4 separate regions of the Sus scrofa genome follow, and all the other regions are linked to region 1. The links are chromatin contacts, called in public Hi-C and promoter capture Hi-C maps. All regions are on one chromosome and are shown on one strand. Each heading gives the region's core, a stretch centred on a gene start, on an enhancer-like site or on the middle of the called end of the contact. The rest is flanking DNA. Distances are from core to core; before and after follow the strand shown. Region 1 holds the start of SIK3 (serine/threonine-protein kinase SIK3). Region 2 holds the start of PCSK7 (proprotein convertase subtilisin/kexin type 7). Region 3 overlaps SIK3 (serine/threonine-protein kinase SIK3). Region 4 overlaps SIK3 (serine/threonine-protein kinase SIK3).

The links. Promoter capture Hi-C pulls out the DNA fragments that hold promoters and counts their contacts. A called contact is a pair of places that touch in the nucleus more often than the background predicts.
Region 2: a contact with region 1 is called in a Hi-C map of retroperitoneal adipose tissue, with 1.7 times the contacts expected there. The contact joins the promoter of PCSK7 here to the promoter of SIK3 in region 1. A contact is called at or near these places in 3 of 47 Hi-C or Micro-C datasets (embryonic fibroblasts, retroperitoneal adipose tissue and skeletal muscle) and 1 of 2 datasets of contacts at active chromatin or transcription factors (skeletal muscle).
Region 3: a Hi-C map of embryonic fibroblasts shows a contact between it and region 1, with 2.3 times the contacts expected there. The contact joins the enhancer-like site here to the promoter of SIK3 in region 1. A contact is called at or near these places in 2 of 5 promoter capture datasets (fetal liver and fetal skeletal muscle), 4 of 47 Hi-C or Micro-C datasets (alveolar macrophages, brain, embryonic fibroblasts and 1 more) and 2 of 2 datasets of contacts at active chromatin or transcription factors (alveolar macrophages and skeletal muscle).
Region 4: a promoter capture Hi-C map of liver shows a contact between it and region 1, with 8 times the contacts expected there. The contact joins the enhancer-like site here to the promoter of SIK3 in region 1. A contact is called at or near these places in 2 of 5 promoter capture datasets (both in liver), 6 of 47 Hi-C or Micro-C datasets (heart right ventricle, liver and skeletal muscle) and 2 of 2 datasets of contacts at active chromatin or transcription factors (alveolar macrophages and skeletal muscle).

The regions. Positions count from the first base shown.
Region 1 is chr9:44,470,403-44,472,952 of Sscrofa11.1, forward strand. It overlaps SIK3 (serine/threonine-protein kinase SIK3), which reads right to left and starts at 1,287. Exons shown (of 25, transcript XM_021062877.1): 1 at 1,015-1,287. The coding sequence starts at 1,287.
Region 2 is chr9:44,595,268-44,597,817 of Sscrofa11.1, forward strand. It overlaps PCSK7 (proprotein convertase subtilisin/kexin type 7), which reads right to left and starts at 1,282. Exons shown (of 17, transcript XM_021062880.1): 1 at 1,131-1,282. It overlaps RNF214 (RING finger protein 214), which reads left to right and starts at 1,713. Exons shown (of 16, transcript XM_021062882.1): 1 at 1,713-1,818.
Region 3 is chr9:44,351,972-44,354,521 of Sscrofa11.1, forward strand. All of the region lies in intron 1 of SIK3 (serine/threonine-protein kinase SIK3), which reads right to left. Among named protein-coding and RNA genes, the nearest start is that of SIK3, 120 kb to the right of the region's middle. Within about 2 kb of position 1,285, at least 7 of the 83 cell types and tissues checked have an H3K27ac peak or open chromatin away from gene starts, as enhancers often do. A contact at or near this core is called in alveolar macrophages and embryonic fibroblasts, where this site is marked.
Region 4 is chr9:44,387,070-44,389,619 of Sscrofa11.1, forward strand. All of the region lies in intron 1 of SIK3 (serine/threonine-protein kinase SIK3), which reads right to left. Among named protein-coding and RNA genes, the nearest start is that of SIK3, 83 kb to the right of the region's middle. Within about 2 kb of position 1,287, at least 22 of the 83 cell types and tissues checked have an H3K27ac peak or open chromatin away from gene starts, as enhancers often do. A contact at or near this core is called in alveolar macrophages, liver and skeletal muscle, where this site is marked.

The sequences.
Region 1 (2,550 bases), core at 37-2,536:
TTGGCCAACTTCACCACTACAGCCCCACAAATCCCTTGGGAACCAAAGGGCCCAATGAGTGGGTTCCTCATACACCTCCTCAGTCACCAGCCTTTCCCCTCATCACTCAGAGCCCTCCCTGGGTTCTATAAAGCTCACAATCCGGGACCCTCCAACAACTAAATATAACCAGCAATCCAGCGTTCCCAAATTGTTTAACCCCTAAATACCTAGTGCCACCATAAACCTAGGACACACCGCCACCACCGCCTCTGTTCCCTGATCCCCTTCCTGTGGAAAAGCAAAGTAATTTTTTCCTCCTTATTTCCCAGTTTTTTTCATCTCCTCCTCCAATAATCTTATCTGTCCTCAGACCCTCATTCCCACCACCTATCAGTCTTGGACGACCAAATGCTGACTGTTGCCTCTGTCATAAGGTACCAGGTCCCTCATATCTCCCAGCGCCCCCCCCCTGCGCCCACCACATACCCCCAGTATATGTCCCAGCCATCGTGGGTCCCCCTCGTCATCCCACGTCTGCCAGTTTTACCCTTGTTTTCCCCCATCTCTTGGTCCACATTTCCTATTCCCCTGCCTTCATTCCCTTAGGATTTCCTAATTGCTGGTTCCAGAGTCTTCTTAGCTTACTGTCTCCAGGCTCCGGGAGAGTTCCAAACCTCTTCCTTCCAATCATCCCTTCTACTATCCTCCGTACAGCTCTCGGAGCCCCCTCCCCAACCCCGGCTCCCTAGTTCCCCAGGTCCCCGTGATCACTGGCTCCCTGCGTCCCCTTGCCGTGCAGTTACCCTCTCCTGGGTACCCCGGTGTCCCCCACCTTCTGCTCGCCCTCTCCTCACTCCCGCCCGGCAGCCCCCTACCCGTTTTCCCGGTCCCCAACGCTCTCCAATTTCCAGAGCCCCGCTCGCCGCGCCGACCCCTCAGCCTCCGTGTCGCGGGGCTCTCCTGCCCCCGCCACACTTGGACGGTCCCGGGCCGCGCAGCTTCCCCGCCGCCCGGTCCCCCCAGCGCCACTACCTTGGCCTTGGTGACGAGGTGCGTGGCCCTCTTGACCACAGCGAAGTTGCCCTTGCCGATGGTGCGGTCGATCTCGTAGTAGCCGATGCGGGCAGGCACCGGCCCGCGGGAGGCCGGGGCTGGAGGACGCGGCGGGCCAGCCGCCGGGGGCACTGCAGCGGGGGCGGCCGGGGGCCCCGGGGCGGGCGGAGGCAGCAGGCGACCTGCTGGCCCGGCTCCCCCAGCTCCGGCCCCGGCAGCCCCGCCAGCTCCGCTCGCCGCCGCCGCCGCCATCTTGTTGTGCAGTGAAACCTCCGGGGCCGCGGGTAGCCGGCGAGGGGGGTGGAGGGAGCAGGGGGGCGGGAAAAGGAGGGGGAGCGGCGGACGTCACTCCGGGAGGCGGAGCGCCCGCGCCGCCTGGGCCCGGCGCCATGGCAACCGTTGGTCACGTGCCGACGCGCGTCACTGCCCAGAGCCATGGCAACCGTGACCTCACCGGCGAGCTCGACCTTCCCGCGTGGGCCGGGTTCCTCCGGCGCCGGCTCCCGGGTGCCCCCCTCCCGGGAGGAGACAGTGGGCACCGCAAGTGTGCCAGCGGGTTCCAAGCCGCCGCAGCATTGCCCGAGTTGAGGGGGTGCTTTTGCCCGACCCAAAGCCTGCCCTCGATCCCCCTGGAACCGCTAATGTGACCCCGACTATGACCTCTGTCCCAGTTCAGCAATCACTCAGCCTCCTTAAAACAAAATATTTCCTCATCACCAAAAATATTAGCACTGTCCCATTTTAGCCCTTGAGGCCCCAAAGGCAGGAATAGCTACAGTATTGAAGCAACTGTACCCAAGTCGGTAGAGACAGGGGAATTCTTCAGTAAAATTCCTACCTCTTACAAAACCCAGCTCACCCAGTACAACCAATCTAATTGTCACCGAATAGAGAGGAATTGGGAAACTAGGATTTGTGTGTTCAAGGGCGGAGAAACCAGCCCAAACACGCATTCCAGTCGTTGGGTGGGTGAGGACCCAAGCAGGGAGGTCATTTTCCTTCCTCCCACCCTGTCTCTGAACAATTCTATAGCTAGATGACTGTCAAAGTGCCTGCGCCCTATTTCTGTCACTTGTATAACCCTGATGAAGCAGTGGTGGCATTGTCCAGTGAGTCACGTCATGGTTAAAGACAATCCGGTCTGTTGGGCGAAATAAATAAGTAAATAATAAAATTAAAATTTCACCCTTACTAGCGACTCTCCAAGGACGTTAAAGGTGATCAAATGTATAATTCCAACAGTAAATCTCATATATGTTTTTCTTCCCTCATCTTTTATCTTCTATCCGTTTCCCTCCAGAGCTTTCACTAGCTCCCAAGTTCCCCATACCCTCACTTCCTGGCTCCCTTTATTAACTAGATTGGCTTTAACAGCTTCAGTTGGGGCCCGGGAGGGGTAGGAGACTGAGCTTTCAAAAACAAGGTGGTCTTGGCAGGTTGACGGTTGGGGGGTGGGGAGACCATGAACACCAATGTTAAAATGTATTCCTTCAGTCCAGTCCTGATCCCTCCACA
Region 2 (2,550 bases), core at 32-2,531, 120 kb after region 1:
GTAGGCAGGTGGCAGGGGAATTAGACAAAACCCAAGAATGCACACAGAACTGAAGAGAGGCAAGTGGGAACCCTGGGGAGCAGGGGTGACTGGCAAGCAGCACTAAAGGGCTACCCTTAGCCACTAGCTCAGCAAGGTGGCTTAGGAGTGAGGGCTCAACCCTGGAATGGGGGACTGCCACCTGTGGTTGATAGATGGGCCAAATTAGAACTGGTGGGCAACTGTGGGGACAAGGACAGGTGAATGGTGGTAGAACATGTATGTACCTATGGGTGACTGGGCTCCTTTAGAAGCATCTGATCTCTATGGGGAGAGGCAGGGCTTAGTGCTTACACACATATCCGATTGGATCAGTCTCAAAACATTACAGAAACATGGGCATTTTACCGAAGTCTCTTTGGAAAGGGAGACGGGAACTTCTGCCACCTAACATTTCCCTCCAAAAAGCTGCATATCTCCTCTCTTTTCCTTTTAGGTTCTCCACCCTCCAGCAGCCTTGACTGTCCAAGATAGTCAGCTCTCTTTCCCAGTCTGCATACCTTACTAAGCAAAACAAAATCTGGCTAGCCTTGATAGTGATCCAACTAGGCAGGCTCTTACAGTCTCAGTGGAGCTCACAGATTTCCCAAAGAGAGGAGAAACCTGACCACCATGGCCTCCACTCCCTCTGGCGGAGCAGTGCTTTACTCCTGACCCTCCCATCCTAGGCTTCTGGGAATGGAACCTTAATCTGAAAGCAGATCTCAACTTCACCCAACTGCTAGGCGTGTCTTTGCAGCTCTTAGGTGCTAAGAGAAGAGGAAGATACAGGCAGCCCCAAGTTCAAGACTTGGCTCCCAAGACCCTGTCCTCCTCGCAACCTGTTCCTAGAAACCAAGCTGCCGGTACCGGGTTCAGTTTCATTGGCTTCCTCCTCCCTAGCCTTGATTGCCCCGTGCAATGTGGCCCTCTCCTCAGAGAACCCATACTATCCTGGAATCCAAGACCCCGTGGCCCAGTCTTCCTGGGCTCCCCCACGCCGGGACTGAAGGCGCCCTTTGTGCAGCTCTTTCACCCTCGGACACCGGCCGCCCCCAGTTCCAGGCCACTCGGACTTCCAATGCCTCGCCCCCACCGAGTTCCCAACTCACCGGCCCGGCCGCAGCTGCTGCCGCCGCCTCCCTGCGGAAACTCGCGGCTTCCCGGGAACCTGAGGAGCCAGTGACAGTAGCATCACTTCCGCCCGGCAGCTCAGCCAATCAGCAGCGGGTCCTCGGGCCGGGCCGACCCGCCGGGAGCAGCCGGCGCTAGGGGGCCGGTTCCTTCGGGCATCCTCTACTGAAAGAGCAGCGTGCGGGTGTGGTGGGCGCTCCTCTCAGGGCCCACCGCCCCAACTTCGGGCATCTCCAAGAGAGACCCTCTCCAGACAGACGGTCCTCTCCTTCTTGGCCAGAGAAAAGGCATCTCTGCTGTAACCTCCAAAAACACCTCTCTCTCTGATCGCCATGATCCCCTCTCTCTGTAATCCTCCTAAAGGCGGCCCTCCCTTCACCACGTCTCCTTTCTTCCGGAGGTCACATCTCCTTTCGTCCCTGCGCCCCGGGAGAGTCCACTAGTATCTTAAGGGCTTCCGCAGTGTCCGCGTCCCCTCACGGTGCCGGCTCCCGCCGCCAGAGGGCGCCGTCGGGGGCGGCGCGGTGCCACCGCGGCCTCTCCTCTCCTGGCCGAGCCTCGCCCCCGCCGCTCGTGCCGCCGGAAGTGGGAGGTGTCGCGCGCGGGCCGGCGCTCGACCCCTCCCCCCAAGCTCGGCCGCCCCCTCCCCCCGCTCCGCCCGCTCAGGTGCGTCCCGTCCCTCCCCCCTTCCCTCCCGGAGGCGCGGCGCGGGAGGTGTGTGCGGGGCGGGTGCGAGGGCCGGGGGCAGTGGCGCAAGGGGCGGGGGATCGGGCCGGGGGGCGTGGAGGGAGCTGCGGGGACGGGGGCTGGGGTCCTGGCCTAGAAGTGGGACGGGGGCTGGCAGCCAGGCGGCGCAGGGGGGCGGGGGGCAAGGTTTGGAGGGGCTCTGGCAGGAGGAAGCAGCCCACTGGGCCAGCCCCCTGTGGACTGCCGCCGGGACCACCCGGCGCGGCTTCCCCCCATTGTCCCCTTCGCGTCAGTCCCCGGATCTCCTGAGGACCAGTCGCAACTGGCGTCGCCGTCTAGCTGGTGGTCGCCGCCGGCTTGTGGTACCGGGTTTTCCTTGGCACTTTCGACTTTACGCCCCTCGCCGCAGCCTCTGCCAGATGGCCCTGGTCCCCTCTCCTCTGGGCTCTGAGCTGCGGAGTTGCTTGGAGGACCCGTGCCCTCTGGTTTTGACTACCGGGAGCCAAGGACCCTGGCCCGGGCTCTGATGGGCCAGGGCATTTGCACCTGAGCTAGCGGTAGGGGCGATCTAGGGCCCGTTTTCTTCTGGGAGACTTGTATGTTGGGGAAACTGAGGCACAGGGGGTCTCTGGCCTGGGACTGAAGTGTTAGCACAGTCCAGCCTCCATGTCTACCCTGTGCGCTCGCTTTTCGAGGGTTAGGAATGTACAA
Region 3 (2,550 bases), core at 35-2,534, 120 kb before region 1:
GCTGTGGCTCTGGTGTAGGCTGGTGGCTACGGCTCCGATTTAACCCCTAGCCTGGGAATCTCCATATGCCGCGGGAGCGGCCCCAGAAATAGCAAAAAGACCAAAAAAAAAAAAAAAAAAAAAAAAAAAAAATTTCATAAGTAATGTCAGGAATACATCTATATTTTTAAATAGCACCTATGTAAAATAACATATTTACCTGTATGGAAATGCTCTGGAAAAATGTCCTTAATTAATACACTTCCTATAAAGCAAATCTGAGGGAACTGAAACTTAATAGAAATGCTGATTTCTGCCCCACGCTCTTCATACTTTTAAACTTATTGGGGTCTGTGCCCCTGTGCATATTTTAAACATGGTTCAGAACTGCATCACAACTCAAGGAAATGGAAATTTTACTAATTTTAAGGAAAAGCAAAGGAAGAAACAACAAACTATTTCTAGGGCCACTGTCTTAAGGTTAAAAAAAAGATAAGGTCAATGTCTTGTAGGAAGAGGTAAATTCAAATTCTTTGGCAAAATGAAAAGGAATTAACTGAATTTAATATTCACATGCATTTTCTGAAACATATTCTTAAGGCTTAAAAGCAGCAGCAGTTCATGAAAAAAAAAAAAAAAAAAAAAAAGAGAGAGAGAGAAGAGAGAGAGAGAGAGCTATAAGCCACTGGACTAAACAGAGCCTCTGAATGTTAGCTCTCCCACCAGACCAAAGGCAATGGCTACAAATTACCATATTCCCAAAAAAATGACAGCCAAACTCTTGTATCCTACAAGGAAAAATGGCGATTACAACCATCAGTCAGCAGTGGCAGAAGGCTTGACAGCAAGTCACCAAACAGACCATTTACTGTTCTTCATCTTGTGCAATATGACCTTTCCAGCTCAGCCCACTAAACATCACAGTGGTCCATGAGGAGAAAATCCACATGGAAGCAAATTCCAAAATGCAATTTACCCTATAGGCAACAGACTTTTCCAGATTCTTCATCCCACTTTCCTCCACTCCCCTCTGGGTCATAACAGAACTTGGCAGATGTTAGAATTTGCTATGTATAAACTCTGGAGCCCAGATTAGAAAATTCAGCAAAGTATGTGTTTGGCACTGGCAAAAATGGCTGCTTTGTGGGCTGATTCGGATTTGCTAACTTAGGATATCTACAGTTTCAAAAATGTGTCCACAACTGTTGAAATAAAAAAATCAAAAAGAAGGCACGTGTCGCACACATCCCAGCACAGGCTTACAAGTCTTCTGAGATCATCCTCTCCATACCAACAAAATACCAAGGCCATTACACAATCTGTGGTTTCTTCTCATAGTTGAAGAAATTAATAGCTTTGGATACAAAACTTAGATAGCTTTACCCTGAGATATTCCCCCAGTCTTGGAACTCCCTGTATAGAATCCCAAAGTGCCAGTTACCAGACTCCCAAGCAGAGGTCTACAAAAGGTTCTTTTCATTCACCAGCAAACTTTCTTCATAGCAAAACTTCAAAAATGTCTTTTGGAAGAGCCTTCCACTTAGAAAAAGCGTCTGTAACAAACCTCAAGTGTATAGTAGTTTGTGTTCACCAAGTTGATAAAATCTATCTATACTGTATTTCATCTCATACTTCATTGCTAGTTCTTTTCCTTCAATTAAAATCAAAGAGTTAGCATCAAAGTACCGAATACACAGGATACATTTGGCATATGACATATGCCCAAGTTTAAAAGGGCTGAACCTTGGAAGAGGTAATTGCTCTGCCTGAATCATAAGTCATCTGACATACTGACCTAGAGAGCAAAACTATATTCTATAGTTTTAGGCAATGTAAATCTAGTCCATAATACAGTAAATTTTGCCATGTGAGGAATAAGGGTATTCATAGGAACTAATTACAGCCTAGAAATTAATTAATTGATCATAGGAGATGAGTTTACCCTTGTGAATTAGTAAGAGCTTGCTTGTCCATCTGGATATTAAAATGCTAGTCAGTAGAGGTTCAGTCATAACTTAATCAGTTGTTTGCTTTACATCAGATTCTTTTGGCCTCCATTTGTTCACCCACATCGTTGGAAGTTCCTTCACACATATCAAACAAAGGCAAACAAGAAACTTCAGCTTCCACATATGATTCTAAGGGGTTTCTTTGCAATAAATACTGCATTTACTTAGAGCAATAATGTACCTGCATAGAGATGTTATTGTTTTCTAAAAATCTAGACTTTGCAATGTAGTCCCTTAATAACACAAAATAAATACAACTAATACCTGTTCAATGAATAGACCAATTACAAATTTAAAAGGTCCTCCTTTACTTCTACATAGATACTGGAGTTACTAGCATTAATCTCAATCCAATATTTTAGATATACAGGCTCCAGGGAGAAAATGAGTTTATAATTTCAGATGTCTCCGTCAAGTCACATAACCAGGTCTGGGTTTCTACAGGGCTGTGGCAGCTCACTTCAGTTTGCAAAGAAACCCGTCAAGGGCATTAGCCATTCCGGTGGTGAAAAAAAGCATCGACGTATTTCTTATATTTTGGATACACACTTTTTTTTTCAGT
Region 4 (2,550 bases), core at 37-2,536, 83 kb before region 1:
CTGAGCAAAGCCAGGGATTGATCCTGAGTCCTCATGGATACCAATCAGGTTCGTTAACTGCTGAACCACGACGGGAACTCCAAAACCTTAAGATTCCTGAATTTAGCCAACAGGTGGGGTAAGAATGAAGCTAATTTAATTGGGAAATTATATTAATTTTCTATCAACGTCCTTTTAAGAATGAGAAACTGCTTAAATGACTTCGATAAACTTTATACTTTAAGCCTGGACAAATCCAAAAACTTACGTAACCGCGAATAACAAGTATTAAGGGTCACAAACTAATGTTTAAGTGTCACATTACCACAAGACTAAACAAACAAAACAGTTTTTAAAAAAAAAAAATCCAAAAATCACTGCTTTTTTGTTCCCTTAATAATCCTTTCAAAGAATAAAGGGAAATTTGCTATTTTGAATCTAAATGGTATTGAGGTTTCGAACAGGCACACATCAAACCAATTAAATAGAGGCCTCATATGCCCCACACAATTTCAGGAGCAGTGAAACTGTAGATCAGTGGCCTTATGTAAGGCACAGTGACGTAAATCCCATCTCCCCTGACACAAGATAGGGGTTGGATTAAGAAGCCTGCAGGAATTTCATATCACATTTCCATTCTTCAGTACTCATTCATTTGTATCATTTTGCTGTGACCTTGATCTCCAGAGACATATATTACCAGTACCAGACACATAATTGCTATTAACCTGAAACTATTCTACTAATATGACTTGAGGTTTAGCAGAACAGAGGGCTAATGTTGTTTTTTTCTTTCCTTAGTATAAAATGAAAATACTTTTCTCAAAATGGACATGGATAATACTGAAAAACACTGTGTTCAATATTAGAAAAATAGATGTCTCAAGAAATCATTGTTAACAGCAGAATAACAAGATAAAATCATTTTTTGCCCCTGCATTTTCCCTAATAAAAGAAGAGGCTATAAACAACTATTTACTGATAGTACCAAACCAGGGAGGCTACACTATTTCTACTTGAAAGGAAAGGGAAGTTCAAAGCGGCACCTTCCCCCAAGAAAAGCCCCGCCTCAACCACATCGATCATTACTAGCTAAAACAAAAACAAATACGAAAAAAGGAAAAACAACCTCCAAACCCGAGGCTTGGCTATATGAGCCAGATGAAACTATATATTCATTTGTTCAGAAAAAGTAAGTGTAACAGCCAACTTGGCCAGTTCTCACAAAGCACACACCCTTGAGAAGAGCCTGGGTCATCTACGGTCATTCGGGCAGTTTCTACAAGAGCAAGCACACTGCATGTACAGTGAAAAACAAACATTAAACCTCCAGAACTATTTGCACAAAAGAAAAATGGGATCAATTTGGGCTGAGGAGTGGTGCTTGTCAAAGGTCAGCCCTGCCGTACAAGTTTGCTCAATCTCCCTGGTAAAGAGCACATGGACAGAACCCACTCCTTATCCAGAACTTTCCAAATATTAACCAATGCCCAGAGCAGCCTAGTGAGGTAAATGAAGTTTTACAAATAAGGGGACATGTCCTGAGGTAGAAATAAAGTGAGGACTGGCCCCTGGGCCAGTATCCTCTCTGCCTTTGACTTGGCGTACAGACAACTCACAAAAAGCTGCCTGATGCCTCTGTTTACCACTTCAGTATAAAAAAGCGGCTGTCAATTCTCAATTTCACACGTAAGATACAAAGTCTATACCAAAGTAACAGGGCTGCTTTGCCTACCAGTTTGTTAATTATTATCAAAAATTCCATTAATTAGTTAAGTAAGCAATTTTTGAGTACCTACTGCCTATAAATACAGATTTTTTTACAAAAAAAAAAGCTTTAAGTAAATTTATATTATTTATATTACCAGTTGCCACAGAAACAAAGTCCTAATCACTTTAAACTTGGACATGTCAAAATCTTGTTATTATACAAGTAAATGTGTCTGGGGACTGACTGGGGGAAACACAAGAGAACCAAGCAGATGACAGAAATGTTCTGGTGGTGGTGGTACATTTATCAAGTATCACTGAACTGGATACTAAAGATCTCTGCATCCCCCAGAATGCAAATTTTACCCAAGAAAACATAAGCATCAAACAACAACAATAAGAAACAAAAAAGAAAAAAGCATCAAAGACGATTTGATTTAATAATCAAACACTTGAGTTAAAGAAGCACTAAAGGGAAACCCATATCATACCATAAAAAGACAAAGTACCGGTTGAAAAACTTGCCCTTTTTTCTTTCAGCCAATATCTCCCAACTTCTGTGCACTAATTAAATTCTTAAGGAATCAAATGCCCATGGGGTCTTCACAGCTTCCACTAAGTAAAAAGGAAAGACCATGTGGACACTTATACCTGCCTGTGAGTATATAAACCACATTCACCAAGTGGAGTTGCTTGAGACATCAGGCAAAGTAACACAAACCATCCCTGTGTCAAAGGCTTCAGGGAAAAAAGCAAAGATAGGTCCTCTGAGGCAGATAAAGAAGAAATGAATTGAAATTTCATTGATAATCGCATGGCCCATATTCGTCTCTCATAATTGTCAGTGAGATGCTTATCAGA